Linked DNA regions of Mus musculus: all the other regions are linked to region 4. The links are chromatin contacts, called in public Hi-C, HiChIP or PLAC-seq and promoter capture Hi-C maps. All regions are on one chromosome and are shown on one strand. Each heading gives the region's core, a stretch centred on a gene start, on an enhancer-like site or on the middle of the called end of the contact. The rest is flanking DNA. Distances are from core to core; before and after follow the strand shown. Region 1 holds the start of 2310001H17Rik (RIKEN cDNA 2310001H17 gene). Region 2 holds the start of Klrb1b (killer cell lectin-like receptor subfamily B member 1B). Region 3 overlaps BC035044 (cDNA sequence BC035044). Region 4 holds the start of BC064078 (cDNA sequence BC064078).

Region 1 (4,470 bases), core at 189-2,688, 250 kb after region 4:
AAGGTCTGCTGCCTTCACTTTCCTCCAGTGATGCACTGTGATGATTTGAATGAGAAAAGCCCCTCATAGGCTCCTGTATATGAACACTTGGTCCCCAGTTGGTGGTGATGTTTAGGGGAGGTTGGGAAACCTTTAGGAGGTATGACCTTGCTACACTTAGTACACAGCTGGCGGTGGGTTGGGCTTGAAGAGTTTTTAGCCAATGAAGGAGAAGACCAAACAAATCAGGCAAGGAGACACACTAATGCACAGGTATTCCCAAAACAGTATGGGACATGAAAATCCATAAGATTATCAAATCATTGGGCCTGTAAAAGTGATACTATATGTTCTTCAAGGAAAATATGGGTGCCCTCCTCAATATCAAATTGAAAACTGTGCCAGTGTAAGAAAAGGGGGAGGGGGAGGCAAGATGCACAGTAAAAACCCCACTGCTTCTTATACTAAGAATTATCTGCTCTATAGACAATTACAGACCTAAGCAAAAGTCCTGAAACGAAGGTATCTGAGATGACTCACTGGGCTTTGCCGGGGCTACTGACCTGGGTACATTCCTGGGCCTCACATTTGACTGACACCGAAAAGTTGATCTCTAACCTTTATATGTACACACACACACACACACACACACACACACACACACACACAGTGAAATTACCAACATGTGTATGTTGAGAACTGGAGGGGCTACTCACCCTGAGAACGGAGAATCAGATGCACGGTGCTGGGAGCAAGAGAGCTGCCTTACTAGTCCGTGCAGTGACTAGCCTGAAAGCCACTGCCTTTTCAATTGTGCCACACCTGCAGATATTATCTACATGCAGCTTAACGCTCAGAAGGAGGGTCTCAACTCTCCCAGTTCTCTCCACTTCCTCCCTGCTAACTCCCCTGCCCCAGCAAAGAACACCTAGAGGGCCGCTCAGCAGTTTAAGAATGCTTGCTGCCCTTTTACCTGAAAATTTTAAGTAGTTCAGACAGCTCACTACCATCTGTTAACCCGAGTGCCGCAGCATTCAGTGCCCTCTGCTGAGCACTGGCGCACCTGCAGGCTTGCACACAGGAAGCTCCTCCCATCCTCTCCCCCTCCCTTCCCTCACACAGGAATGCAAATAAAAATATAACTTTAAAAGAACTCGAAGTGTCAACATCACGGTGTCATAAATAACACCGTGCAGAGCCCTATTTAAAATAAACAACCCTGCGGATTGTAGTGCTGCTCCCGGCTCCCTCAAAGCAAATTCTTTCATATGAAACAACAAAGTCTCATCCAACCGCATCGCTAATAACTAAAACGAAACACAAAACAAGTAAGGAGGGCATTGGTTGGAACCCGTGGGCGTCCCTGCTCCTCAAATAACTCTGAAACTCTTCCCTCAGGTATTCCCACTGTACCGAATCTGGAGATCTAAACTAGTCCTCCCTAGTCAGGTGGCGCCGGCTCCATCTCTGAGTTCTACAGGGCAGGAGCCCCAGCCTGGCAGGGCGGGGAGAGGTGGGGTGGGGCGGCACACGGGTGCCTGTCACAAGTCATATCCCGTGAAATGTGTATGTTAAGCCTCCAATTAAAACAGAAAGAGAAGAAATAATCTATCAAAAATCTAACAGACATCCCATCCCTCAGGAAAACAGTTCCATCTCCAATGGACATAAATTCTAATTAATAAACTTTTTTATTAAAAATAAAATTAATAAATAAAATTAATAAATGTTTCCGAACATCAAGACAAGGTGTGACATCCTTTCCTACCTCCTGTTTGTATCTTCTGCTTGTTGCTTGGCTTGTATCGTCCATAGTCATGACTCAAGCCAAAGATAAACTAAGTTTATAATTATAAGGTGCATTAACACACATCTCTTATTTGTTACCTCCCAGATACTCTTTCTTTTGCAAACATTTATAAGCTACTTTATATTGAAAAGTGGGTCAGGAAAACTAGTGATGTAAAGTGATGAATTTCATTTAACAGTTAATTACAATGAATTGATATAGAAAAGCTACCTCATAACTTATATGATTGTAAATCAATGCCTAAATAATTTCTTTCATGCATATACAACATTTAGTTTATATGATATTTTTCACAGATAGACATTCTATGTCCCCAAAGCTTTAAAGAGCTTTGTGAGAAAATGCTACTATACTGTGACAATTCACAGTTGATATGTAGAGAAAAAAACAAAACAAAACAAACAAACAAAAAAACAAGCCAAAAGAAAGAAAGAAACAAGCAAGCAAACAAACAAGCAAACAAACAAACAAGCAAACAAAAAACCAGACTACTTATCATTTCAGGCTTTAATTCTAGCGAAGTGATGAGATAAATCATTATGCAAGTCACATCAGCTAAAGCACACATAGACTCAGTCAAAACATCAGAGGTGTAAAAAATTCCGTGGCTAAACAAGTCAAACCAACTTTTCAAATCATGTATCAAGCAGCAATCCCTCTATCTAGTTTCTATCACACTGGGGCCGTGAGAACCATCAAGAGACTATTGAAAGAGATTCTCACCTGGACACCGCTTCTCAAAAATTCCATTTCCAGAATCACTGCAGCTACGGGATTCTGTAAGAAAATAGCCACGCTAAGAGCAATAGAAATAGAAATAGAACTATTTGCAGAGAGACACTCACAAAGTCTATTTGTACCCACCTCTCTGCCCATCTTGCATTAGTGTCTGTGTCTGCATGACTTAGAGGTCATTGTGAACTTGCTATCTCTGACTGCTGATGCTCATGCATATAGTTCAAGTATGATGCGTGGTGGTGAGGGTTCAGGTGAGAGATAAAAGACTCAAGATTTAGAGAGGGTTGGAAATACCGTTTCAAATTAGTGTACATGGCAGACGAAGTCACTAGCAAACTGGAAAATATCAGAGATGGGCAAATGTGTGATTCAAAACCAGAAAATCAACAGAGTTGTTAAAGAAGGAGACTGTATTTCTGTATTCTTATAGACTTAAGTGCAAAATCACGGCCCACAGAACCCAAATAGTGGACTCCACTCTTGTTTGATGAACTACTGCATCCCTGCGGGTGTGGTTAGAGTATGATGTAAAGTTACTTTCACAAGTATGTTGTTTTTTTTTTTTCAGATAAAGATCAGTTGATTACTTTCTTCGCATTTGTTATGAAATACTAGTCTTCCATTATGTTGATATACTAGGAACACCTTCATCTTGCTAGCATTGAATGCCAGGAGATCTGCTTGCCTAAGCTATCAGCTGACATTGGGTTTCAAGGTGAGAGACAAAATATGTTTTACTCTAGAATCTGAAACAAAGACATCCATTCTCACATGTTTTCACACTAGACTGGGAGTCCCAGCTCATTGTGAAGAAGAGAAAGACTTCATGGCTTCATATAAGAACAAAAAAAAAAGGGTTATACAGACTGGAAGAGAATGAACTAAAGAATTGCTTTTTTAATTATGAGATTGTTGGAAGGAAGAGAATGTTAACTTATTTATTCTTTTATTAAGTAGTTTCTTGTAGCAGATGACTTGATTGTCCAGGTAGACTACCTTAAAACCAATATAAAGATTTCCCAAAACTAGAAAGGGAAAACTCCAATGTGCAGGGATCAAGGCTAACATTAAGAAGCGAATTGTTTTTTGCATATTAACAGTGGATAATTAGAATTTAATATTTATAAGTGTAATTTACAATAATGCCAAACATTAAAAATGTTTAGACATAAATATATATGATGTATATGTGGTAAACTACAAACTCCTGAAGAGATGTGAAATGATACTAATTTTGTCTATGGTCTAGAATCTTAAATAAACCTCTTAAATCATTTAAAAGACTCTGAAACACTGATTTTAAATATGTAGAAATAGAATAATCACCATAATTTTTATAAAGAAGAAAAAATTTGGGAGGATTCATAAAGAAATCTTTAACATCCTAATCAAGAGTATTCAATATAGTAGGACAGTACAGAACATGCTGACACGTGAATCGTAGGCATACTGTCACCCCAGCACTAGTGAGGTACAGACATGAGGATAAGCTCTTGTTCAAGGTAAACATCTACATATATAGTTCAAGGCTAACTTGGGTTACATAAGTTCCTGTTTCAAAGAAAAAAAATAAAACCAAAAAACCAAAAAAGGAGAAACATATAAATAAACAGAATAGAAAATGCTTTCCCCAATAGAACCTCATCAATATCATTGCTTCTTTTGTTAAGTAAAACACAACAGCAAAATGTGTGTGTATATATACACACAGAGACATGTGTAAATGATAAATAGTGCTAAAAATTTACATTTCAATGTATAGCATTTTTAAGGAGCCCTTAAAATTTCTTTACTTTAAACAAAAAATAACTTTTAACAGAAAACTAACTATAAAAATACAGAATTATAAAACTCTCAGAAGCAAATAGCAGTGATGATTTATATAAACTTGATCTGGTAAACAGGTTTCATATATAATGCCTAAAACTCAATCCATGAAAGAG
Region 2 (4,240 bases), core at 1,443-3,942, 170 kb before region 4:
TCTAGGCATTCCAATGGCTTCCCCCTCAACATCTGCACCCATGGAATTCCCTCCAAGTCCCTTCCCACCTGTCACCGTTCCTCCTGACTTGATCTCTAAAACATACCAGGCATGTGTGTTCCCCTGCAACACCACAGGCATGTTCTCCCTTTGCATTCGCAGGTCCAGCTTCCTAGAAGACTCATCTCTCAGACACTGAGCCTTGGTCCCCAGCATCTTTGAGCGCTGGACTCCAGCATCATCTCCCTAAAAGGCCTGCCTTGATGACTCTGTTTGACATGATGCTGTCTCTCAAGACAAAACTCTCAAGTTCCACCTAGATGCTTTTCTTGTTGGCATTCAACATCTCAAAGTTGTTGATGCAAGTATTTATATCACTGATTTTAAACTTCACAATAATATAAAATCCACAGGGAGAAAGATGTTTTCCTGTTTCTTCATGGCTATTTCCCCAATGTCCAGAGCATTATTTATCTTATAGTAATTAGTTATCTCTGAATGAATGAACAAACTCCAGGGGCGTTCGTACCTATTTTACCCATTGTACTATCAAAACAGACCTTTGGTCATTTAACCACAAAGAAACTAGGTCACTGCCCCCGTCCCCCTTTCCGGTCCTTTTTGCTGGCAGATCTAATCGTGGTGCTTCGAGCTTACCACAGTTTGAGTCCTTTAGCTAACAGGTCTTGGCGGTTTCACAGTTACTATGCCAGTGCGTCAGCATTTTCTCTTCAAATATTATGCTCAAACATTATTTTTATTCTAGTTATTTGTTTCTTTTCTTCAGGTTTATTTCCAGATTAGTAACCTTTAGGATAATGATTACTTCTTTTTATCTGTTTTAAAGACTTCCTAGACACTTTTTATGAATTTGGTTGTGAGCCTAGCCTTTACCGCTGAAACATCTCGACAGCCCTCTAGTTTTCTTGATTTGGGATCATAGACAGTAGGATTTGAGGAAAGCATTATTATTTTTCTCTATATTAGTCTTCTTTTTTTATTAGGTATTTTCTTATTTTACATTTCAAATGCTATCCCAAAAGTCCCCCATACCCACCCACCCCCACTTCCCTACCCACCCACTCCCACTTCTTGGCCCTGGTGTTCCCCTGTACTGGGGCATATAAAGTTTACATGACCAATGGGCCTCTCTTTCTAGTGATGGCCGACTAGGCCATCTTCTGATACATATGCAGCTAGAGACATGAGCTCTGGGGGGACTGGTTAGTTCATATTGTTGTTCCACCTATAGGATTGCAGACCCCTTTAGCTCCTTGGGTACTTTCTCTAGCTCCTACATTGGGGGCCCTGTGTTCCATGCAATAGCTGACTGTGAGCATCCACTTCTGTGTTTGCCAGGCACCAGCATAGCCTCCTAAGAGACAGCTATATCAGGGTCTTTTCAGCAGAATCTTGCTGGTTTTCTTATACCATTTTCAACAAGGTCTTTTCTCCACTTTTGTTAGGCATGATGGGAAAACAAAGACTTGCTTTTTCCCAACACAAAATAGCTGACACCATCACTCCCCGTGGAGTTATCTACCAGGCCCTCTTCCACTCTCCACTGACCCTTACGTAAACATTATAATGAAATTTATTTGGTGACTCTGAGACTTTCTCCTTGACTCAAACCTTTGACAATTTAATAGTTTCTAACAAGAACCACTAAAGTTGGAAGTCCACATGTTACAACACATAGAGAACATCATATTGGAAAACAACTGCCCTGTGTTCAGTTAGACAGCAGACTAGAATTTTGTTTTCATGATTATTTTATACACTCTCTACCTGAGTTTCTGTTCTCTTACATCTCAGCCATCCTTATGTCACATACTTCACCTCTTGGTAGACTTCCACATTTCTTTTGCTAGAATCATTAAATCCTCTGGTGGACAAGAGTGCTACTTTTGGCCAGCATTGAAAGATTAATTCCCAACTGGCTCAGGTAACTTGTGGTTCCTCCACTTATAGCTGTTATACTTTGCAAGAGAGAAAGAACCAGCTTTTTAACAAATTGAATAAATTTTAATATATAAAAATTACTGGCTTTTAATTTAATTCAGACCTTTCATTTTTACTATGACTTTCCCCACAACGAATGTCTTCCTTTTCAGGCGACAAAGACATTAACAATGACGTCTACACACTTCACTGTGAAGGGAGAGCTGGGGTTGCCACCAAGGTAGAACGGGATCGTAGTGTCCATGTTCTGTAGACGAATTTGGAATTAGCAATGGAATGCAGCAAGTATCTCTTAAACCACCCCTTGGCTCATGGGAGTAAAATATTCTTTCTTAGAATTCTTAGCAAAGGCAGAATAGGAGAAGTAATGTTCGGATTTCCTTCTGACTACACGAGTAAAAATGGACTCTATGGCATTTGTAGAACTGTGGTTTTCTGCAGGCAGGATAGCTATACTATTTAACTCTAACATATACCTGCTTGTCACCTTTAAATCAATGACTTACACCCATAAGTTTTGGAGGATAATCTTAACTCTGGAAGATAATTCAAATGCCAGAAGCAAGCTGCTTACCTGGGGAAAGAGATGGAGGTGAATCATGCTTAGGTTCTTGGATCCTGGCTAGGTTTAAATCTGCATAGACCAGTGTTGTTGAATCCATTGTAGATGGAGGGACTTGACACCGGCCTCGTGAACAGGGACAAACTTTGAGTCCTGTGAGGTGAAATGAGCCAAAAAGGAAGTCCGCTGGGTATGCTGTGCTGTGTGTGTCCACACCCGCCCACACTGGTGGCTGAGGGTTTCTCCATAGCTATTGACCTGGTGTCTGTCCTACTCTCAGGCTTCCTTTTCTTTTTTTCTTTAGACAAGAATGTGCCACATACAGAACGTACGGTTTGGTTTCTAACAAATTTCTGGAAAGGTCTTTCTTATGTTCTTATTCCTCTAACCATCCGTTATGAGTTATCCTCTCAGATCTCCAATGAGTGAAATATTTATCCTGAGTTCAAATTTACCTTTCCCTCAGCCCCCAGGGATTAAGATGTGTGACATTTTATTCTATGTTATGAAAATGTGGATTAGGACACAAATGTCCACGGTACTATCTGACGTGAGTTGAAGCTCTAACATCCTCCTGAAATTTGCATACTGTGAAGGGAGCTGTGGATTGTGGAGATGCTGCTGTGGTGAGAACCCATGGCAACACAACAGGAAAAGCAGCAGGTCCCACTCAGTGCTGTTCTGAGCTAAGGGCTCCATCATTCAGAGCTCAGGGAGTGGAGGACTTGGGTCTATGGGATGTGCTAACTCATCGAAGGATTTGTAGGCCTAGAGCCTTAGAGCAAGGACCACAAATGCCCCCATGTCGGGTATTGTCATATCACAAGTGAAAAAGAAGAAGAAAATCAAGGATTTCCTTAAAGCCACTTTCTGTGGTCAGAGTGGAGTTGAACAAGTATCGGGTACTGGCAGCAGTCTGCTGGCTGTGAGTTCTAGGAGACAGGGGATGTGTACAGACAACTTGGGGCTCACACTCATTTTTCCATGACCATAATGACTATGAAGTATGGGTAAGCCTGTGTTAGTATCTCACAGATCACTTAAGACACTGTGAAATGTCCTCAGCTGTCACTGATGACAGTCCCCTCACTCAATACTCATGCTATTGAAACCTAAGACTTCAACAAGTGTATGGGATTCTCCAGACTTGTCCATCCTGAGAGATCCTATGTATTTATTTTGCTCAGATTACTAAACCTAGCAGGCAACAGTACTAATTTCAACCAGTGCTGAAATGTTAGTGTATATATAAATTTCAAATACATCAGGACCTCAGGCTTTAGTATATATAAGAATCACCTGAAAGTTTGTTAATAATTCACTTCCTATACTTAACCCTCCTCTCTTCCCTAGATATCACGAGTATCTTCAGTGGGAAATGTGTGAATAACATTCCAAATATTTGAGGTGGCTCATGGATTATGCTTAAGCAAACAGCCTTCGGGTCAGTGAATAAGAGGATAGATTAGAAAGATCAATAGAGTACAGAGAAGTCTGAAGCTGAGATTAGATGAAAAATAAATCTTTGAGGATTGACGTTTAAGGTGGTTTTTAGGTTTACTTTATTATTGTATGTGTATTGGTGTTCTGTGGGTGTGAGCTGCCATGTTGCCATGTAAGGTGGGAATTGTCCCTCTGGAAGGACAGCTGGTGCTCTTGACTACTGAGCCATCTCTGCAAGCCCAACATTGAAATGTTGCATGTTCTGAAGCCTGA
Region 3 (4,391 bases), core at 1,555-4,054, 140 kb before region 4:
AATATCTAGGCAACCTAGGTCATAAAGAGAAAGCTTCAATTAGAAAATTAGCAAAAAAGGGTTCTTTCCAGCTCTGGGGCACAGGCCTGTAGGATATGCTGAAGAGGCAGAGGCAGAAGGATCTGAGTTTGAGGCCAGCTTGGTGTACACATTTTTTCTTCCCGCCCACAAACATCTTTTAAGAGGCTCTAGAGTTACATTCGTTGGTAGGGACCAAGCTATATATTTTTATTTTGAATGCATAGCCGAGATATAATTGTATCTCTCAGGTATACCTTGAACTTTCTTCTGGTAAGATGAAAATTCTACAGATGTTGGGAGGATGCTTCCCACCTTCCCTGTACAATACTTACGCTGGCCACAGATGAGGTGTGTATTCACAAGGGAATGCCTTGGTTTCCTTCAGGAGGCGGTATATATTGTGAAAATTAATTCAGTGAGACGAGTAGTAAAGCCTTTGTGTCTGGCTTTGAGTGAACTATTACAGCAAAGTTTTTGTTAGGTTTGGGTCAATCAGTAGAGGCTGAGAACTTGTTATGGGCCTGTTTAAACCTTGAAGAAATGTTTTCTCTCTGGAGAGTCTGCACTGGGTGCTATGTGAGAGCTTGCAGCTGCTCTAATCTTGGTCCTACGACTCCTGGCAAACCCGGAGTTCTTCCTTTTGATTATGACTAGCCATGTTAAAAAGGGACTGAGATTTGTGTGTGTTGTCTGCTATCCTGAGGAGCAAAGGGCAAGATAACTTTGGTAGCTGGAACCTTTCCCAGACCCAGTTAACCTTGTTTGGTGTTTAAATAAGGTAACTGATGTGAGCTAGCTGGGTGTCAGTCTTTCCTGGGAAGGTTGGGCCCCTCTGCTCCTTCAGAAAATGAAGGCTTAGCATCTTGTTGAGCTTCTCTGTCTATGGCTGCACCTACGACCAACATCAATCAATAGCACAGGGACACCCTTGCTACTCTAGACTTGACCTGCTCAGACTTTGTTAATCAATGACAAAAGAATTGCTGCTTTGGGGTTACAGTGAGCTTGTGGAAATAAAGATAGATGAGAATTTTTTAAACTAGATATAAGTTTCAAAAAAGAAATACATAATCAACAATCCTGTTGTAATTTCCCCTTGTGTAACGATTTTGATCTATTTTAATATGTTTTTGTGGTGATTGCTCAACTTGTGGCTATGAGGTAACTTTCTTTTTAGATAGAAAACTTTTTTAAAGGGGTACAAAAGAGGGTTAAGAGAAAAAAAATAAATCGCTGGAGCCTGCTTTTGCTTCACCCACTGTGTGTGTGTTTGTTTGTGTGTGTGTGTGTATGTTTGTGTGTGTGTTTGTTTGTGTGTGTGTGTATGTTTGTGTGTGTGTTTGTTTGTGTGTGTGCGTATGTTTGTGTGTGTGTTTGTTTGTGTGTATGTGTTTGTGTGTGTGTGTGTGTTTGTTCGTGTGTGTGTTTGTTTGTGTGTGTGTTTGATTTCCCTCCTTTTCTTTTCTCTAATCGCTGGCTGCATAGGCAGCAACCCTCGTTGGTCACTATCTGAACTGACCCCCCCACATCCACCAGCTCCTCTCAGCACTAACCCCAATCGCTGAGGATACACCTTGCTGCCTGACTTGATTTATCCTGTGGTGTCAAAGCTGGCCTTTGACAACAAACTAAAATAGATTTCCAGCTGTGGTGGCCCATGCAAAACCACAGAGGGCTGAACTTAATCAATGCTAAGACAGGAGGACAGAGTGTCGCTTTGAGGAGAATCAGCTCGACCTGGGGAGAGTGATGTAAGTGATTGTTAGAAGGAGTTAAACGCAGAGAAAAGGCAGGCAGTGCTTTCTGGAGGGACACCTGGCTGCTTGGGGACTGGGGATCACACTTTCGGATGGCCAATCATTGCAGTTGTGCTAACTTTACTGTTTGGTCCCTGCTTTTCAGCTGTTTCACCAACTTCCTCACTCACAGCATCGCTATATTCTTCATGTTCCAAAACCTAGCAGCTTTTATCTAACCCCAACATGGCCACCCTACCTTTGAGACCCAACAGCAGCCTCCCCAAATGGTGTCTGCTCTCTGTCCTTTTTCTTTTTCACCTGACCGGAGTTGGGATATTTTGGGTAAGAGCCTGGGTACTGAAAACAACGTATTCTGCTTCCAATCAAACCACAAACACAGCTGTATCTTCCTGGTAGCCACAGATACACACAGACACACACACACAGAGACACACACACAGACACACACAGACACACACAGACACACACAGACACACACAGACACACACAGACACACACACACAGACACACATAGACACACACACAGACACACATAGACACACATAGACACACATAGACACACACACAGACACACACACAGACACACACACAGACACACATAGACACACATAGACACACACACAGACACACACACACAGACACACACAGACACACATAGACACACATAGACACACACACAGACACACACACACAGACACATATAGACATGCACACACCAACACCTATGTCCCCATCCCCTGTAAATGTGTTCAACCTTCATGCCATGGAAAGTTTGGGCCCCTCTCTATTCCAATAAAGCAATCTCAGCTTGCTGGTATCTAATCTCTCTTCTCTCTCTTCTCTGCCTCTCCTCTCCTACAGTGGCAGTGTGCTCTTCTATCAAGTCCCCAGAGTCACTCTTCATTGTGAGCAGAAGCACAATTCTCACTTCAAAGGGAATAAGCATTTACTCTGGAGACAAAATGAGTGACTATGCCCAGAAACACAGATTTAGATTACCCAAAATAGAGCAAAGGAAGCCACACCCAAAGACACTTGTCAAGCACATCGGTGGAGATGTGAGAGACATGGTTACAGTAAAGTGGGAGCCGTTGGTATAGGCTCAGATGTTACCTGGTGATGCTCTCTGTTTTTGGATCGGTGGAAGCTACCTGTCTGTTAATATATGCCAAGGAGAGCTAGTCTTCTGAGTTATTCGATGGCGAGAAAGGTCAGGGACAGAGGGGAGCAACAGTTATTGTGAGGGCTAAAGATGGAGGGCTGGAGAGATGACTCCTCTCCAGGGAGATCTGATGTTCTCTTTTGACCTTCAGGAGTACCAGGCATGTACAAGGTACACATACATATATACAAGAAAAGCACTAATGTGCATAAAATAAATGGTTCTTCCTTCCTTGCTTCTCTCTCTCTCTCTCTCTCTCTCTCTCTCTCTCTCTCTCTCTCTCTCTCTCTCTCTCATTTTTTCTAGAGGTCTAAAGTGGCTCATAAAAGTGGCTCACAGCATTTCCAACCCTCAGCGGCCACTAAAGCTCTAATCAGCCTTACAGAAGTTTATGTGGAAGTCTCTGCTTCTTTCCAGAAACTTTGATTTTCACAGGCTTGAAAGGGGCTAGCAATTACTGTTCACCCTTTTTTGAAGTTGTTATGCTTCTGGGTTGATTCCCACAGGACATCAATTTTCACTAAATGTCACTGTAATGAGTACATTCTCGAACTGGTTCATTTCACTAACAGGAGAAATAACCTTTCCGATGTTGCTGAAATCCCAGGAGAAGTTGAGTCCCCACCCAGGGGACTGAGACCTCTTCTTCATTACTCTCAGCTTGAGGAGATCGACTTTGAGATCAGTCAAGTCACCATTTCCCAGCCATAGCCTAAGAGGTACCGGGTACCTTTCCCAGGTCCAGGGCCCCGAGAGCCTCTGCAAAGCTGTGGCCTTAGCAGGGCGAGCCTGACTATTCCAGAACACAGACCAGGTCTTTGCTTCAGAGAGCCTTTGGATTTGGAGATGGCTTTCCAGGGTTTCCCCACCCACCACAGTTCCACCGCAGGCTATCAAGTGAGACCCAGGCTATCACGTGAGACGCTGCATCACAGGCCTTGGGTCTCCAGCAAGGCTGGGGGTGGGGGGCAAACACTGAGTCTAAAGCTGATCCTCAGTCATCCTTGGGGTATCTGCTACACACTCTATCTAAATTGGGGCTGTCTCAGACCATCTGTCTTTCTTTGTTCTGTGACTTGGTCATTAAAATCCCTTGCACAATGTGTATAAACAGCCACCAGGGGGCACTCATTACCATAACATCCTTCGTGACCCTAAAATATTCTGCAGGTGTATAGACCAATAGCCTGAACTTCCCCATGTACAGGTCTTTTGGGAACTGCACTCTCTCCTCTCTCCCACTCCCCGTGAGCACAGGGCTCCAGGTGCCGCCTAGCCCTGCCCTCCTCCACCTCACCGACTTCCCTCTGTCCAGTGTGACCTCAGCATTGTTAGCAGCAGAAGCAGCAGTACTGATTGTAATGATGATGGTGAATGACTTGGCCTGCTCATTTAAAAATGCCCGCCAAATCCTTGCAGCCAACCATTGGACTGAGCACGGGTCCGGG
Region 4 (4,858 bases), core at 1,803-4,302:
TTTTTTAAGGGATTTTTGCGTTTCTTCTTTAAGGACTTCTACTTGTTTAGCAGTGTTTTCCTGTAATTCTCCAAGGGATTTTTGTGCTTCTTCTTTAAGGCCCTCTAAATGTTTAGCCATGTTCTCCTGTATTTCTTTAGGTGAGTTATTAATTTCCTTCTTAAAATCCTCTACCAGCATCATGAGATATGATTTTAAATCTGAATCTTGCTTTTCAGGTGTGTTGGGGACTCGCTGAGGTGGGAGTGCTGGGTTTGGATGATGGTGAGCAGTTTTGATTTCTGTTAGTAAGATTGTTCCATTCGCCTTTCACCATCTGGTAATCTCTGGCATTAGTTGTTATAGCTGTCTTTGGCTGGAGGTTGTTCCTCCTGTGATTCTGTTAGTCTCTGTTAGCACTCCTGGGAGTCCAACTCTTTCCTGAGTCTCAGTGGGCAGAGTACTCTCAGCAGGCCATCTCTCCTCTGACAGGGGAGGAGCACAGATGTCTGGAGCTCAGATCTACTTCTTGGCTGAAGATGATGACCCAAAACTGGGCCTGTCCCAGAAGCTATGTTGCTTCTTCAGTGTGCAGGTTCCCCTGCACAGACTGGTCTCTGAGGGACCAGGGATACAAGATGGCTCTCTCACCTGTTCCAGCTGTTAGAGCTGTCCCTGGTGGCCACCTCTCCTTTGGCGGAAAAGGAGCACAGGGTCTAGAACTCAGATCTGCTGTGTTGTATCATTTTGATTTACTTATCATGAATCATAATACAATAGGAATTCTCATGTGGGCATGCACTAAGAAAGGGAATTGTTTGCCCTGGGATTGGTCAGGGGATCCGTTTAAAGCTGTGACTGTTTTCTTTTCTACCTGTACCTCCACAGCCTCTCTTTAATGCTGTCTATAGCAAAAATCAGCATCATTGTGTATTACTAGAGTTGCCAAATTTGGAGACTCTATAATGGATCCTCATCAAAATTAAAATAAATCCCCAAATTAATCACAACTGGGGATGGAGTAGGCTTTTCACATTCATGACCCCATTTCCTTCAATAGGAGCACACCTTGTCTAGCAAGGCCATATCTCCTAATTCTTCCTAAACAGCTCCACCAACTAGGTACCAAGCATTTGAATATTTGAGTCTATGGGGCCATTCTCATTCACCATAGTGTTATATAGAAATATGGGTAAAGGACTTTATGAGCCATCTCTGCTAAAGGGAAACATTGTTCTGTTCATGGTAAAGCTCTTTGTCATGTACTAAGTGCTGGATAGATGGCTCAGCTATGCAAAGCTAGGATCACAACTGAAAAGACAAGAACAATGGCTAAAACTTCCCATTGTTAGACACTCTTTCCATCATGAATTTTGGGAGGTGAAGAACTAAATGAGAAGGTCAAAACCAGGCAACCTCATTAGCTCAAAAAAAACCTGAACAAAGACTACCTTCAGCAAGGATGGAAAATGTGGTGTTGGGTTGCTTCTGACTTACCTCCTGTGCTAGAAGACCTCAGGAGATAAATTCTCAGATCCTTGTTTTGCACCTCAAATTTGTGCTGACATCTGAGAAAATTACCGCTTGGACATCAGAAAATCTGAGTGACCCATCTTCAACTGCATTGACAATTTCCAAGTAACAGAATTTAAAAACCCTCTGACTACATTTCTATTAACTCTCATTTTATAATATATTTTATTTAATATATTATATTACTATATTAATTATACATCCTTATATTTTATATAGTTAATATGCTAAATATTATATTTTTTAAATTTAGCCTTGGTTGACTTGGAGCTCCCTATGTAGACCAGGCTAGGCTCTGATTCATAGAGCTCTACCTGTGACAGCGTCCCCAGGGCCGGGATCAGAGCCCATGTGCTACCATACCATCACCTAAATATTTTATCATAAATACTTTTTAAATAGTCTGAGACATTTGCAAATTCCTTGCCATATGTTCCTAAATGATAAAAATAATTCTAAACGCATCTTGCATGAGGATGAGGATGTTCTGCTGTTACATTTTTGGGGTACCTACATTCTAAACCCAAATTCTTTAAGCCTGTGAACTCAGCTCTGAGCAATCTTACACCCTCTCCTGGCCTCTACGGGCACCTGCATGGTTCCACTGAGAGTCACACCCACATATATAGTCAAAATCTAGAGCAGTTTTTCTATACCTGTGAGATGCAACCTCTTTTTTGGGGTGCGGGGGTCGAATTACCCTTTCACAGGGGTCTCATATGAGACATCCTGCATATCAAATATTTACATTATAATTCATAATCGTACCAGAATTACAGTTATGAAATATCAACAAAATAATTTTATGGTTGAGAGTCACCACAATGTGCAGAACTGTATTGAAGAGTCACAGTATGGGCAAAGTTGAGAAACACTGGTCTAGAGGCATTCCTTGTGCTGATAAAGGTGGCAGTGGGCATTATTCTGTCTCCATACCAGTAGCAAAATGTTTCCATATGTAAACATGTAATATTAGACAGCCTGAGTCTGTAGTCCTGAGGTAGGATCTGGCTCCAGAACAAAGGATCTCTTATTCCCTGAGAGGCAAGAAGTTTGTTTAGCTCTGACTGTGATCCCCAACTCTCTTCTTTCTGACTCTGTCTCCTAGAGATTCTGTCTCTGGGCTTTTCAACACACAGACTCCTCTGACCTTGCCCTGGATGTCCCTGTAAAATGCCCCCAAAACCCAGAGCTGTAACAACGTGGGGCTCGCCTACCTTAAAGATCACTGTCTGATGTGTGGTATTCAGGGCAGGAAAGGATTGGTAATATTTTCTTTTTGTTCTTGTCATGTTTGTGTGTGTGTTTGTGTGTTTTTTTGTTGTCGTCTTTTATTTCCTAATTGATTCCCGCTGGACAGTAAAACTGGTCTCACCCTCCAGCCCCTTTTGGCTTTGTTAAAAGCTCTTTGTCTACAGCATTAGTTTCACTTCATTACAGTCTAATGAAATGCCTCCCTTACAATGCTTCAATTTGAGTCAAACAAGTTTGCACAGGAAGGAGTAGCTCAAGCTTCCGGATTGGCCAGTTGGGCTAAATACTGAAACCTCCTCTGTATTTGTGCTTCTCAGCTTTCAATTTTCAATCCTGTAGTGGAAACTCAGCTTCTCAGCTCTGAGATGAGTGTTACAAAGGCTTCCTTACCTATGCTCAGCACTACAAGCAGCCCGCAGGAGGGAGAAGTGGGTATGTATTCAATACTATTTGAACCAAACTATAAGAGCAGAGAGGAGCTTCACCAGGGAAGGAAGGCAAAAGAGCTGAACCTTAAACAAAATAAGGACAGAAGGGCGTCTGTGAGCCCGTCACTGTGGGTCTGCAGAGCAGGAGAATGCAGATCGGATTAGCTATGAGGTTGTTACATTAGTTATTCTATTGGAGTATACAATACTCAAATAGTTCTCAGGCAACAGAAATGAACAGTGAGTCACCTTCTAAGAGCCACAGCTTTCTTTCTTTGTACTTATCTTGCTAGAGCACTCTTCCTAGGGATCTGGTAAGCTACAGTCTGGTGGATTACCTTATTGTGGAAAATGCTAGCTCTACAAGTCCCTGAGTGGAGGAAATTCAAACAGTAGCTTTGCAATGTGCATAGTGACAGAAGTTGCCTGGGAAGCTTGGGGTTTTTGTTTTTCAGATCCATTGTAATTGAAAAAGAATTGTAAGGAGGTGGCATGGGGTGGGGGTGGGTAGTTGAACCTACCCAGGACCACATCCTTTCCATTTTTTTGAGCTCTTGATAAGTTATAGAAAAAGAATATAATGAGTTTTCTTCTTCAGCCTTCAGAAAGGAAGCAAAAGTGTGTTTCTTGTATCTCAAACTGTCTATGCTTCATTATATTGTGTTCCTTTATCTTCCTTTTTCCCTTTATTCCTGTTCCTTCATCTCTTTTTTTCTTTTTGTCATGTATTGAAGAATACTGGATTTTGAGAAAACAAGATCGATATTTATCAAAATACAAAATTCACAACAAATGTTAATGCTTATCACTTAAGCCAAGTATTCTGACTGAAACTATTATTATTATTACTGATAATGATGATGACAATTGATTGATTCTTCGGCATTTCAAATAATGTTAGGACAGTGCCATAGCAAGAAGAGCAAATATGAAGCATTTTGTCAATAGAAACTGAGTTTTGGTAAAGAAGTGCCACAGACAGACCCCTTTTTTGGGTCTCCTATCTGCATGGATCCGGCTACTGGTTGCAGGTGGGCGAAGGAGTCAGTGAAAGTGGGGAGACAAACAGACACAACACGAGAGAGTGTTTTGAATCTGAGTGTAATGTCCAAAGGAAAAACAGACTTTTTTATACAGAAGAAAAACAAAACAAAACAAAACAAAACAAAACAAAAACAAGAAAAGCCAGGCGGGACATATCTGTCAAGTTATAGTGACACAAAACAAAAGGAATGCATACATCAAAAGGTGGTGGAGGATCAGGCCGCATTTACCACTTAGAATGGAGCCAGGTGTAATGCTAGTCTATGTTAAACCCGCAACCAGAGGTTCTTAATAAATACCTGATAATGCTGTTCCTTTGGTCCTCGTGAAGAAACCTGTCCCAGCGGGGATTCCCTTACTCTTTCATGATTAAGTTAGGTCATTGTGAATTCCCTTGTTTGGGTGAGACTTGGCTTTTGTCCTAAGTAATCACTTTGCATACTAGCCCTGAGCTATTCTAGCTCTGTTCTTTGTATTGCCTAATTAGTTTCACTGTCTCTATTAGAAGTAAATTTGAATGTTACTGAATAGGTAACATTCTCACTGAATTCCTACTGAATTCCAAGTCTGCTTCAAGGATTTCAAGGACTTTGGAACACTGGAGGAGTCTTACCTAAGTC

The links. Promoter capture Hi-C pulls out the DNA fragments that hold promoters and counts their contacts. A called contact is a pair of places that touch in the nucleus more often than the background predicts. HiChIP or PLAC-seq counts read pairs in DNA pulled down with a chosen protein or histone mark.
Region 1: a contact with region 4 is called in an H3K27ac HiChIP or PLAC-seq map of epiblast stem cells, with 2.7 times the contacts expected there. The contact joins the promoter of 2310001H17Rik here to the promoter of BC064078 in region 4. A contact is called at or near these places in 2 of 39 promoter capture datasets (both in embryonic stem cells), 1 of 15 datasets of contacts at CTCF or cohesin (large pre-B cells), 5 of 484 Hi-C or Micro-C datasets (B cells, bone marrow-derived macrophages and embryonic stem cells), 11 of 115 datasets of contacts at active chromatin or transcription factors (the 230-238 cell line, acute myeloid leukemia, effector CD8 T cells and 4 more) and 1 of 9 other capture datasets (embryonic stem cells).
Region 2: a contact with region 4 is called in a promoter capture Hi-C map of pre-B cells, with 2.9 times the contacts expected there. The contact joins the promoter of Klrb1b here to the promoter of BC064078 in region 4. A contact is called at or near these places in 1 of 39 promoter capture datasets (pre-B cells) and 3 of 115 datasets of contacts at active chromatin or transcription factors (CD8 T cells, bone marrow-derived macrophages and epiblast stem cells).
Region 3: a contact with region 4 is called in a Hi-C map of regulatory T cells, with 3 times the contacts expected there. The contact joins the enhancer-like site here to the promoter of BC064078 in region 4. A contact is called at or near these places in 1 of 15 datasets of contacts at CTCF or cohesin (pro-B cells), 14 of 484 Hi-C or Micro-C datasets (CD4 T cells, Th1 cells, bone marrow-derived macrophages and 8 more), 18 of 115 datasets of contacts at active chromatin or transcription factors (the SCID.adh cell line, bone marrow-derived macrophages, effector CD8 T cells and 6 more) and 3 of 9 other capture datasets (adipose tissue, embryonic stem cells and liver).

What each region holds. Positions count from the first base shown.
Region 1 is chr6:129,237,044-129,241,513 of GRCm38.p6, forward strand. It overlaps 2310001H17Rik (RIKEN cDNA 2310001H17 gene), which reads right to left and starts at 1,439. Exons shown (of 4, transcript NR_040268.1): 1 at 1,393-1,439; 2 at 696-801.
Region 2 is chr6:128,823,623-128,827,862 of GRCm38.p6, forward strand. It overlaps Klrb1b (killer cell lectin-like receptor subfamily B member 1B), which reads right to left and starts at 2,693. Exons shown (of 6, transcript NM_030599.4): 1 at 2,537-2,693. The coding sequence starts at 2,624.
Region 3 is chr6:128,850,192-128,854,582 of GRCm38.p6, forward strand. It overlaps BC035044 (cDNA sequence BC035044), which reads right to left. Exons shown (of 3, transcript NM_001254946.1): 3 at 1-14. Among named protein-coding and RNA genes, the nearest start is that of Gm34849, 4.6 kb to the right of the region's middle. Within about 2 kb of position 2,805, at least 25 of the 459 cell types and tissues checked have an H3K27ac peak or open chromatin away from gene starts, as enhancers often do. A contact at or near this core is called in bone marrow-derived macrophages, memory CD8 T cells, pro-B cells and 1 more, where this site is marked.
Region 4 is chr6:128,989,909-128,994,766 of GRCm38.p6, forward strand. BC064078 (cDNA sequence BC064078) reads left to right here and starts at 3,053. Exons shown (of 3, transcript NR_015455.2): 1 at 3,053-3,198.